Linked DNA regions of Mus musculus: region 2 is linked to region 1. A link is a contact called in public HiCAR-type data. All regions are on one chromosome and are shown on one strand. Each heading gives the region's core, a stretch centred on a gene start, on an enhancer-like site or on the middle of the called end of the contact. The rest is flanking DNA. Distances are from core to core; before and after follow the strand shown.

Region 1 (4,909 bases), core at 853-3,352:
TGTCCAGTTTTCAAGGGAATCAACTCATTAGCCGTCACTGTATCAAGGAAGGAAGGAAGGAAGGAAGGAAGGAAGGAAGGAAGGAAGGAAGGAAGGAAGGAAAAGAAGCCAGTGTATGACATTTTCTGTTAGTTCTTCCTCAGCTTGAATATGGTACTGGGATCCTTGTGAGAAGAAAGCCCATGTCTCCCCTATACCCTGGCGTGACATTTCTTGGTTTTATTTTGGCAAGATGTCATCTCTCTCAACCTTTACATAACCATTTGACATCCCACTCTACTCTCATGGAGATGAGACCTGCTACAGGTTGACTTGACAGGTCTTGCTCTTGCCCATGAGCATCTTTGAAGACCATTTTCATGGGACTGCAGCTACAAAGAAAATGGAAGATGTGTCAGCTTCCTGTCACTCTCTTTATTATCACTCCTGACTCAGTTTTTTTTAAGTAGTTCAGGAAGTTGAATTGTAACATGGGTCTCCTTGGCTAAAAGATTTCAAGATATCTTCAGGATTTGTTCTTCCTAAAGGCCCTGAAGGGATCTGATTCCATCAATTTCTCAAAGTCAGACACATTCTTTGGCTGTAGAATCCCTCTTTCATTGTCAAGGACAATGTGCCATTTAAGAGCAATTTTAATGACCTACAGCTGGATACTCCAGGAAACTTCCACAGCTGTGTGGTCCATCTATTTTTATTTAAATTCCACCTATAATTTTAATTCCTGTTGGCCACATAGCTAATATAACAGCTTCCAAGGATAGGGATGTGGTGGTGTGTGGGTAAGGTGGCAGGATCATTGTTCCATCATGAAAAGATTCAAAGGTTTTATGATGGGATGGAAGCTTACCTCCTACATGGAGTGAATTGGAGAGTTTTTATTGAGCTGAGAAGAGAATGCTTTCTGTTATTTCCCTCCTAGTTATATTAGTTGCAAGACAAAGCTAGACTTTCTAAAATCCCTGCCAAGTGAATTTGAGCTACATCCTAATCCCAGCACAGAGTACAGAAGCATTGCCACTCCCAATTGGTATTTACTGCAGATATTACACTCTACATTGTGAGTTTGCAAGTATCTATTTCACAGGACGCCCTGATGGCAGGGCCTTTCCCCACCAGACAGTCAGAAATAGAGGATCTGTTAAATGGACTTGTACAGCTTGAACAAGCTGCTTCCCAAAAGGGGCTTGAAGTCACCATATCCAGTATCAATGGGTGAGGAATTGTAGCTTGTCTTGGGACAGAACGCGTATTTTGTCTTTCCATCTACTTAGAGCTACCCAGACAGGAAGATGAGAAGTGAGAGAAAGAGTGGATGGTGGCATCTGCTAAATGGAGTCCCAGAGAGGGCATCTCATACATGCCAGCCACGGGGTTCTCAGATTTGACTATGCAGTGTCCTTAGCTACCTGGATGAACACCATCGAGTTGGTGTGTGGATATATATATATGAGGGAAACTGAGAATCCAATTGCAAGTTTCTTCTGGAGTGCTTAGTCAATAGTGACTCTAAGCTCCTATCACCAGGAGATTGGGGGTTAGATAGGATGGCTTTGCCTAAAGGAAAAACTCTGTGTGGATCATGTGAGGACCTGATATCAGAGTAAGAAGGGCTTCAGCAAGCCCTCTTGAAAAATCCAGAATGGTGCCTGGGGAAGAGGTCTAAGATCAGGCTTTGCCCTATGCTTTCTTACAGCCCTTTTCTGTAAAGGTCCAGAACTTGTGGCTTTCTGGGACATTCAGCCAGGTCTCAATAGTTGAATTTAGTCACTGTGGAGAGTACAATGTGATTCAATTCTAATAACCATGGATCTACTGAAGCAGAAGGCCAGCCTCATTTGCTCTACATTCTGCAGTTGAGCAGCTTCACTTCAGCTCTGTCTATATTCTATCTCTCGATGGCTGTGCCTCCTTCCCTTGTCACAAAGGATTTCCCACCCCACCATCTAAGCTTCCAACTTTCTTCAGACTGAAAGACCCAGAATGAATTTACAAAGGCTGCACGAAAAGACTTGGGTTTTCTGCAGTATCTGTGCGTCTGTGATTATGTCTGAGAAGCCCCAGTGAATTTCTTGTATGTATGGAAACTTGCTGACGTTTCTGTAGAGCTGGGTGTTTCCCCCACTCCCTCCTGTGAGCAAGCTTTGGAAGCTGAGGCATACAGCTCTATATACACTTAGGACATGGCCTTTAGAATCAGACGTGCCTGGACTTGAGTCCTGGCACCAGCAGCTTTTTGTCCCTGGAACCACGGAGGTCATTTGTCCTCCCCTAAAAATCCTGAACTCCACGATGTAGAGTACACCGCTCTGCCTGTGACCAACCCTCAGTGAGTACCCCTGATTTTAGTTGGCAGTGCAGACATGTGATCTTGGCTCTATCTGCTTCCAGAGCTTTGGTCCCACCCTGTGCATCACACCTCTCCCTTCTCAAAAGGGGAGTGCTAGTGAAATCATACCATCTAAGATTCAGGCTTCTCCTTCTTGGCTTTTCTCCTTCTAAAACACATCTGGAACACAGCTGTGAAAGCTGTGGAGCTACAAGGCAGAACATTGTCCTGGGGAGATGAAGCAGGTTTTTTTCTCTGTCATCTCTGAGGTCTGATGTAAGTGATTCTTGGTTGTGCAGTGGCTTGGGTGAGAGGAGCTTCCCTTTCTTGTAAATTGTATGGACATGGTCATTCTGACCCTGGGAACTGGTGCTGCTAGGGATAACAGGAGAAGAAGCTTTGCTGTGGTTTTCTCAGGACATGTCTGTTCACTCTCTTGTCTCTCTATATTTTGTGGCTCCTGTGGAATTCCCTGCTGGAAGCTTCCATTAGAAGGGATTACAGAAAGATTGTCAAGATTTTTCATTTTTCCTCGGTCTGACATTAATTTCCACTTACCTACAATAAGTTCATTTTCCCCCTCTCTACAAATTCTCATAATAGAACTCGTTCCCTGTGGACTTTCTTATCTGGCAGATATGTCATGTCTTTCCCTTCATCCTTTCCTCCCTTACCCCTTTTCATTCATCTGTCATCCACCCACCTAAGCTTTAAAAATCTAGTTATGTACAAACCCCATACCACAAGTGCAGAGCAGCAAAAATTTTCATGGTACCACACATGACTGGACCATAGGACTGTGGTATAAAGTGCTGTTTAAGGCAGGCAGAGATACATGTTAGTGCAGCAGGTGCTGTGTGGGGTCTGAAAAAGTGAGCAGGAATTGGTGTTAAGATAGGCAGATGGGATCAGGCTCTCTGTCTCTGTCTTTTTCTCTCTGTCTGTCTCTGTCTGTCTCTGTCTGTCTCTGTCTCTCTGTCTCTCTGTCTCTCTGTCTCTCTGTCTCTCTGTCTCTGTCTCTGTCTCTCTCTCTCTCTCTCTCTCTCTCTCTCTCTCTCTGTGTGTGTGTGTGTGTGTGTGTGTGTGCATTTATGTGTTAGGAGCACCAAAATGAAGGCTATTGCAGAAACTGGATGGAATAGTAAAAAAGCAATGAGTGTAAAAGCCCACTGGCTTTATGAGACAATGCCATGATTTCTATTGCTGAATAGAGTCTGTAGGGGAACATGGCAGGAGGTGACCCATCAAGAAAGATAGGATTCTGAGAAGTATAGACACAAGTTTGAACCATCAACAGAGCACCACAGAAGAATTTTGAGCTGGAGAGTGACAGAACCAGAAAGACTTGACAGGACTTATATGAACTTCTTAAAAGGTGAAGTATTCTGATGTCTCCCAAAGATACTTTTCCTCTTTGCAAAAGTATGACCTGTCACTGCTGGGGTTGAAAGAAAGATTGGCGGGAAGAACAACAAAACTCAAAGCCTTGAAAGCTCTAAACTCAAATGATCAACTCTTGTATTAAATAGAGGAGGCACTTGTCACAGCTATTAGTAATTCTGGCTGGTGGATTGGAAGGTGAAAGTGAGCATGCAGGGGCCGTGGAACACGTACACTTTCTGGTCTTGAGAGGAGCCACGTGCTCAGGAAAGGATGATGGTCATCAAGGTGCTGCCTCATTATAATCTACAAAAGTACCCTTTAGATGGAAAATCTCTTTACATCAGGGGCAGTCACAGTGGTGAAGGAGCATGCGTAACTTCTCAGACTGACAGGAGCCTGTGGTTTGATAGCATCTCTCCAGGTCTCACTTTCCTGTCTTCATCGGGACTCTGAATAAAGATAGCAGAGCCGATTACATTGGCCAGGAAGCATTAGTTTCCTTTGGCCCCAAATTTACAGATACTTACTTGAAAAAAAAAATTGTCCCAACCAATCATTATCAATCTGACTCAAAGAAGTAGTGGAACTGGTGCTCAGAGAAGGATACTCACTGATAGCGTAGACTGGAAAGTACTACACAGTTTCCAAGATGTGGCTGAGTTTCTGATTTACTCTGAGATAGCAAGAATGCATGCAGACCAAGGATAGTAACTCCCAGAGCATTGGCTCCATCTCACTGTGTTCCACCTTGCTGTGGTGACTTTTTTTTATCTTGCTGCTAAGTCAGAAAAGATGCCCTTCTCATAGGGCTGTGAGACAACACATGAAAACAGCTGGTGCTGTGCCTGCCACATGTCATAATTTCACCCTCTCCCCTTCCAGGAGAGTGCTGTAGCAAGTGATGGCTGAGCACTCCAGGCCCAACCTTCTCACCAGTAAGATGGGAATAGATACTCATTCTTAGTGGTAATCATAGAGGAATTTAAGTCCACCAATTTTGCTACTCTGGCAAGGGACCACATCCAAAGGTCTAGGCTGTGTGATCTGGCTTGAATGCCTACATGTCTTTACTGCATAGCTTCAATCCCAAACAATGAAGGTAAAGTTAGTTTGTATAAGGATCTCCCATTTTATAGGGTAAAACTCAGTTGTTGAAATTATTTGACAAATTATTATGACTACAACCGTGACTAAGAAGGG
Region 2 (4,909 bases), core at 656-3,155, 78 kb after region 1:
AGCAGGCTACACAGTAAAAAGATGTCTCAAAAGCAAAAAAACAAACAAACAAGATGTACTTTAAAAGTGGTCAAACTATGACTAGGTAAGCCTAGATAATGATCCTTTGGCAAAACCCTTCACCTAGAATTTTTTAGCATAAAATTAGTATATTTAATTCTACTGCCCAATACATTAAGAAACTGATGTGGCTAAGGCTTCGAAGCTGCTATCCATGCTAGAAATTTGAGCCTCTTACTACCTCCAATTCCAAAGGAATCCACGTCTTCAATTGAAAAAGTCCCAGGATAGCGTATCTGCCCTGGGCCAGGTTCAAAAAGAAATTAGCTTGGCATAGCAACACATCTGACAGAGCTGAGTTAGGCCAGCTTTCCAGGGAGAGTCAAGGCTGTTAACCCAGAACTGTCTGTTGTTCTCCCGGTCAGCTGCAGCCTCTGGAATTCAGCTGAATCTGTACCCATCCTTCCCTGCTCCATTCCCATGTGACCATGGCCATCACAAACCCTGGAAAGTGCCCTGCGGTGCCAAATCTCAAGCCTATAGGCTATATATGTCCCAGGATAGCTATGGAAATGGCCCAGAATCTTTGTAGATGGCATCATGGACTAATCAAAAGATCAGACACCCCTCTGGGCATATTTATCCTCAGTGGACAGTGTATGTTAGGTCCCTGGAAATCTCTTTCCCAAGGCTCCGAGCCTTGCCCATTCCCCCAGTGTAGGGAGAAGTTTCCACTAGCAACAAGATAACATAGTTATCGGCTTTGAGGAATTCTGCCTGATTTTTTAAAAAATTACTGTTTTATGTATATGGGTATTTTGCCTATGTGCATGGTGCCTGCAGAGGTCAGAGAGGGTATTGGAACACCTAGAATTAGAGTTACAGATGACTGTGAGCCAGGGCATAAGGGTTGAAAATGGACCCCAGGTTCTTTGGAAGAGCACCCACTGTTCCTAACCACTGAGCCATCTCTTCAGCCTCCTGCCTGACTTTACATTGTTATTCGCCTAACAAGAGTGATTCTCATTCTACCATATCCAAATATAGCCATTCTTTCAGGATTTTAATTATCTTATCAGGTTCTTAGCACTCAGCATTGCCTCTGGTTTGTAATCCACAGCCAATACCCAGGAGGGTGAGAGAATTCTGACATGGTCTCACAAACTGTTGCCTATGATTGATGCCTGTAACATAGTGGGAGTGTTCTCCTCTAGCTCGTCTCCTTCTAAATTGTTCTGGCCAGTCTTGAGCACAAATATTTCTGTACAGATTTTATAATGACTTTATTGATGTTTTTCTAATAATTCTCCTGGGAATTTGAGTATAACTTCACAGAATTTTTAATCTATTGATTTTATGGGTAGGTCTATGTCATTATAATGTCTAGTCTTGGTCCATGAATTAAGCTGATAACAGAATGGTGAATACAATATTTGAGTGTCCTTGGATTGTTTCATAGAGTTTTAGATAGTTTTTCCATGGAAGTCTTTGTAATCATGAGTTGAGACCCTTAGCATGCCATAATTTGGTTGGTGTGAATGGCATATTAGTTTTTATGGTGTTTTCCAGTTGGTTGATACTTGTGTTCAGAAACAAGCTGATTCAGAAAGTTTCCTACCTCTAGCGTTAATTTGAATGTCTTGTCTGCTGGGTACATGAACTAGCTTCGTTCTATACTGCTGGAGCAGCCTCAGATGGAGTGACTTAGAGACCCAGCACCAAAGCAGCTCAGAGGATAGAGCCAATACCTTCTAATTACAGAGCATTTCATAAGATGAGAAGCTGAGTGCCTGTGATAGTTTGAATGAAAACTCCTCCGATAAGTTCACAGGAAGTAGCATTGTTTGACAGGACTAGGAGGTGTAGCTTTGTTGGAGAAGATACAGCATTTTTGGAGAAAGTGTGTCACTGAGGGTTGGTTTTGAGGTTTCAGAAGTGAGCCAACGCTCATTCTTCCTTCTGCCTGTGGTTCTAGATATAGAATTCTCAGTTCCTCGCCAATACCATGTCTGCTTGCATGCTGCCATGATTCCCACTGTGATGATAAACAACAAATTTCTGAACTGTAATCTAGCCCCATTTAAATGTTTCCATTTTTAAGAGTTGCCATGGTCATGGTATCTTTTCACAGTAATAGAAACCTTAACAGGACAGTTTCTGTATTATACCCAGGGCACTGGTTTCTTGTAGAAGCTTCTCTACCACCCCAACATGAACTAATCCTCTTCAGTAGGGCTGAGTTTGAGTAGTGGAGGGTGAAGGTATCAGAAGGATGGAGAGGAAGGAAGGACCCTATTGATCCACAACTTGTGCTAAAGGTCCTTAGTAGATCTCTTCTCACCCTCAAGACTCACTGGACTCATCTTTTTTCTCCATCTTTTTTGATTGGGTTGGTAAGGCTTTGCATATTCATCTCCTTCATTACGTGTTACCTATTAAATTTCTCTATAAAATCTACATTATGCCTATACTTAAAAGTACTTTTCTGACACTGGTTCTGTGCTTTACTGTGCTTGATGTGAACTGTCATCTTCTCTTAGCTCTCCAGCACCCAGCTGAGTTCATTGTGTCTCTGTCTTTGTTTCTGAGACATCATTCTGTACTGAGGCAATAAGATCCCCTCTTGCTGTCTTATCGGCAGTGCCTCATACATTTTGGAATGGAGACAGTGCTGTTCTCTCCAAGCTCTCCATTTTCTGGACAGTGTTTCTATTTACTCAAGAATCCTTTAAGAATTTAGATTCATGGAATTTTTTCTCAACCTCTTTCAAGGTGGCCACAATGCACCTTTAATGGTTGTTTGAAATAGTGCAAAAAAAAAAGTGTCATTTTCAGAATGTAAGCTGTCTCCCTTCTCCCTAGACTGCTTTTCCTGTAGTATCATGTAATTGATTCTCATCTTACATTTCCTTCTGCTTCAACATGTAGCAAAAATTTCCCTTGCATTCATTTCTCTCCATGAAAATATTTCCGCACGTTCATCAAGATCACCTGAATCCCATGATAGAGAATGTCTCATAAATGCACCTGTGTCTCCCTCCACAGAATTTCTTCTACACAGGGATACACCTTCCACAGCCTCCCTTCCAAGTAGAGTGTGGGCCTGGGCCTGGACAAAGTGTGCCCTTTCTTGGGGACCTTCTTTATTTTTAAGCTATACACCCTTAGAACTATGTCTCAATTTGATGCTGGAATTTCCAACATTCAACTTCCACCTAGCGTCCACAACCTAGTAAACAGTTATCACTCTTCTACATTCATCCTTCCCAAGCTGCTTTTCTCCCACATCCAAGCTTAGCTCCACCTCTTCAGGGCTTACAGACTCCGCCCTCTGGATGATGCTTCTATTGCTGAAGACCCTCAGGTTCAGCCATTCCGCTCTTTGATCTCTTGGAGGCTGACTTGCTCAGGCCTACAGGACCTGCCCGCTGACCTGTGGCCTGGACTGTGCTTCCTAAATCTTTGTGTAGCTATCTGCTGCTCCTGCCTCGGCACCCATGTAAAGAGTCGCAGCTGCACAAAAGCCCCTATTTTACACATCCCTCTCTTCCTCAGAAAGTGGATCTTTGTTAATGGCATCCTCCTCCATCTGTGACATTGGAGACCTCCACAGCCACAAGCCTCAGTGGTTAAGATGAACAGGTGTCCAGATAACATTTGTGGAAAGAAATTCTCAGGAGACTGAGTAGCTCAAATACCAGAAATAATAGGAAGATAGTTATCATGATGATCTCAAGAAATCCATGCTCCCTCTTGATCCCTTCTCTCTCTACTCACAGGAAGTGAGATGGGGACCCTGAGTCAGAACAGTATCTCTTGCTGACCTTTGTGTGTGTCCTTCCAGTTGACCTCTTCATTGAAAACCAACAACTTTATACTCCTGAGAGGCATATTCATGATTCTCAACCCATAGGTCACTTATCCAAGGTTAAATAAGTATTAGTTTTACTTTAATCAGGAATAAATACATGATTTGGCAAAGTGTAATGCTTCCCACTTAGAAGTACCCCCAAATACTACTCAAAGTTCCAATCACATTGACCACAACAGAAAACAGCACAGAAGATAGTGAACAGAGATACATCAGGAGCCAGAGATCATGGCCTCATAGCAGAAGTTACTGACCTTGTGTGACATTTGTTTCTCACACACTGACGAGTATCTTTGAAATAGCCATTTTGAAAGACCTCAGAGAACACCCATGCCTCTAGGTGTAAAAACACCAGATCTGACGATATGTCACGTCATGTCAAGGCGTATGCTTGTACCATCTGCAGGCTGAGCCCAGGTATATGGAATGCACATGATGGGTGACAAATCCCTCCTGTATTTCTCTTACCAAGAATCCTTGTGATAGACAGGGATGAATAGCCATGACTATCCTGTCTCCCATTCCAGCAGGATATAGGTGTGAGAGAGAATGAAGGCTTCTCTTTCCTTAGTGCCCTGTGGGTTTTCTCTCACCTCTCACAATCATCTATGGCAGCATTCAGCTTCTCCAGTTCCCCTTTCCCAGAAAGGGGCATTCTTATTCATGCAGACGCCAGCCCTTCTTACAGGAAAATATACAGGATAAATTAATTCTCTAAAGCTAACCAGCTTCCTTATAGAATAAAACAAAACAGCAACAAACAAACAAACACTAAGCATTCTAATCTACTTGGTCCAACAAGCCTTGTATTCCTTGTAGATCCATGGGAATAAGAGCACCTGGATAACCCTCACTCCTCCTCAGTTCATTGTAACTGTGAAGGTTCCTCCTGTTTCACATTCAGGGTTACATCATGTTGTTCTCCTTATCTCTCTGCTCCAGCCGGAATCCCAGCATTAAGGAATTCCACTCATACCTCATTTATTCCCATTTGACCTCAGCACAGTATTTCACCCAGGCATCTTCCTATGGGCATGA

What was found. HiCAR-type assays count read pairs that join an accessible place to other places.
Region 2: a HiCAR-type map of Th17 cells shows a contact between it and region 1, with 3 times the contacts expected there. The contact joins two enhancer-like sites. A contact is called at or near these places in 2 of 15 datasets of contacts at CTCF or cohesin (CD8 T cells and the NIH/3T3 cell line), 6 of 484 Hi-C or Micro-C datasets (CD8 T cells, CD8 central memory T cells, embryonic fibroblasts and 3 more), 3 of 115 datasets of contacts at active chromatin or transcription factors (CD8 T cells, the SCID.adh cell line and Th17 cells) and 2 of 9 other capture datasets (adipose tissue and liver).

Annotation. Positions count from the first base shown.
Region 1 is chr15:66,698,764-66,703,672 of GRCm38.p6, forward strand. All of the region lies in intron 20 of Tg (thyroglobulin), which reads left to right. Among named protein-coding and RNA genes, the nearest start is that of Tg, 30 kb to the left of the region's middle. Within about 2 kb of position 2,103, at least 9 of the 459 cell types and tissues checked have an H3K27ac peak or open chromatin away from gene starts, as enhancers often do. A contact at or near this core is called in Th17 cells, where this site is marked.
Region 2 is chr15:66,776,941-66,781,849 of GRCm38.p6, forward strand. The region is part of intron 41 of Tg (thyroglobulin); the gene reads left to right. Sla (src-like adaptor) reads right to left here. Exons shown (of 9, transcript NM_009192.3): 9 at 3,879-4,909. Among named protein-coding and RNA genes, the nearest start is that of Sla, 52 kb to the right of the region's middle. Within about 2 kb of position 1,906, at least 9 of the 459 cell types and tissues checked have an H3K27ac peak or open chromatin away from gene starts, as enhancers often do. A contact at or near this core is called in Th17 cells, where this site is marked.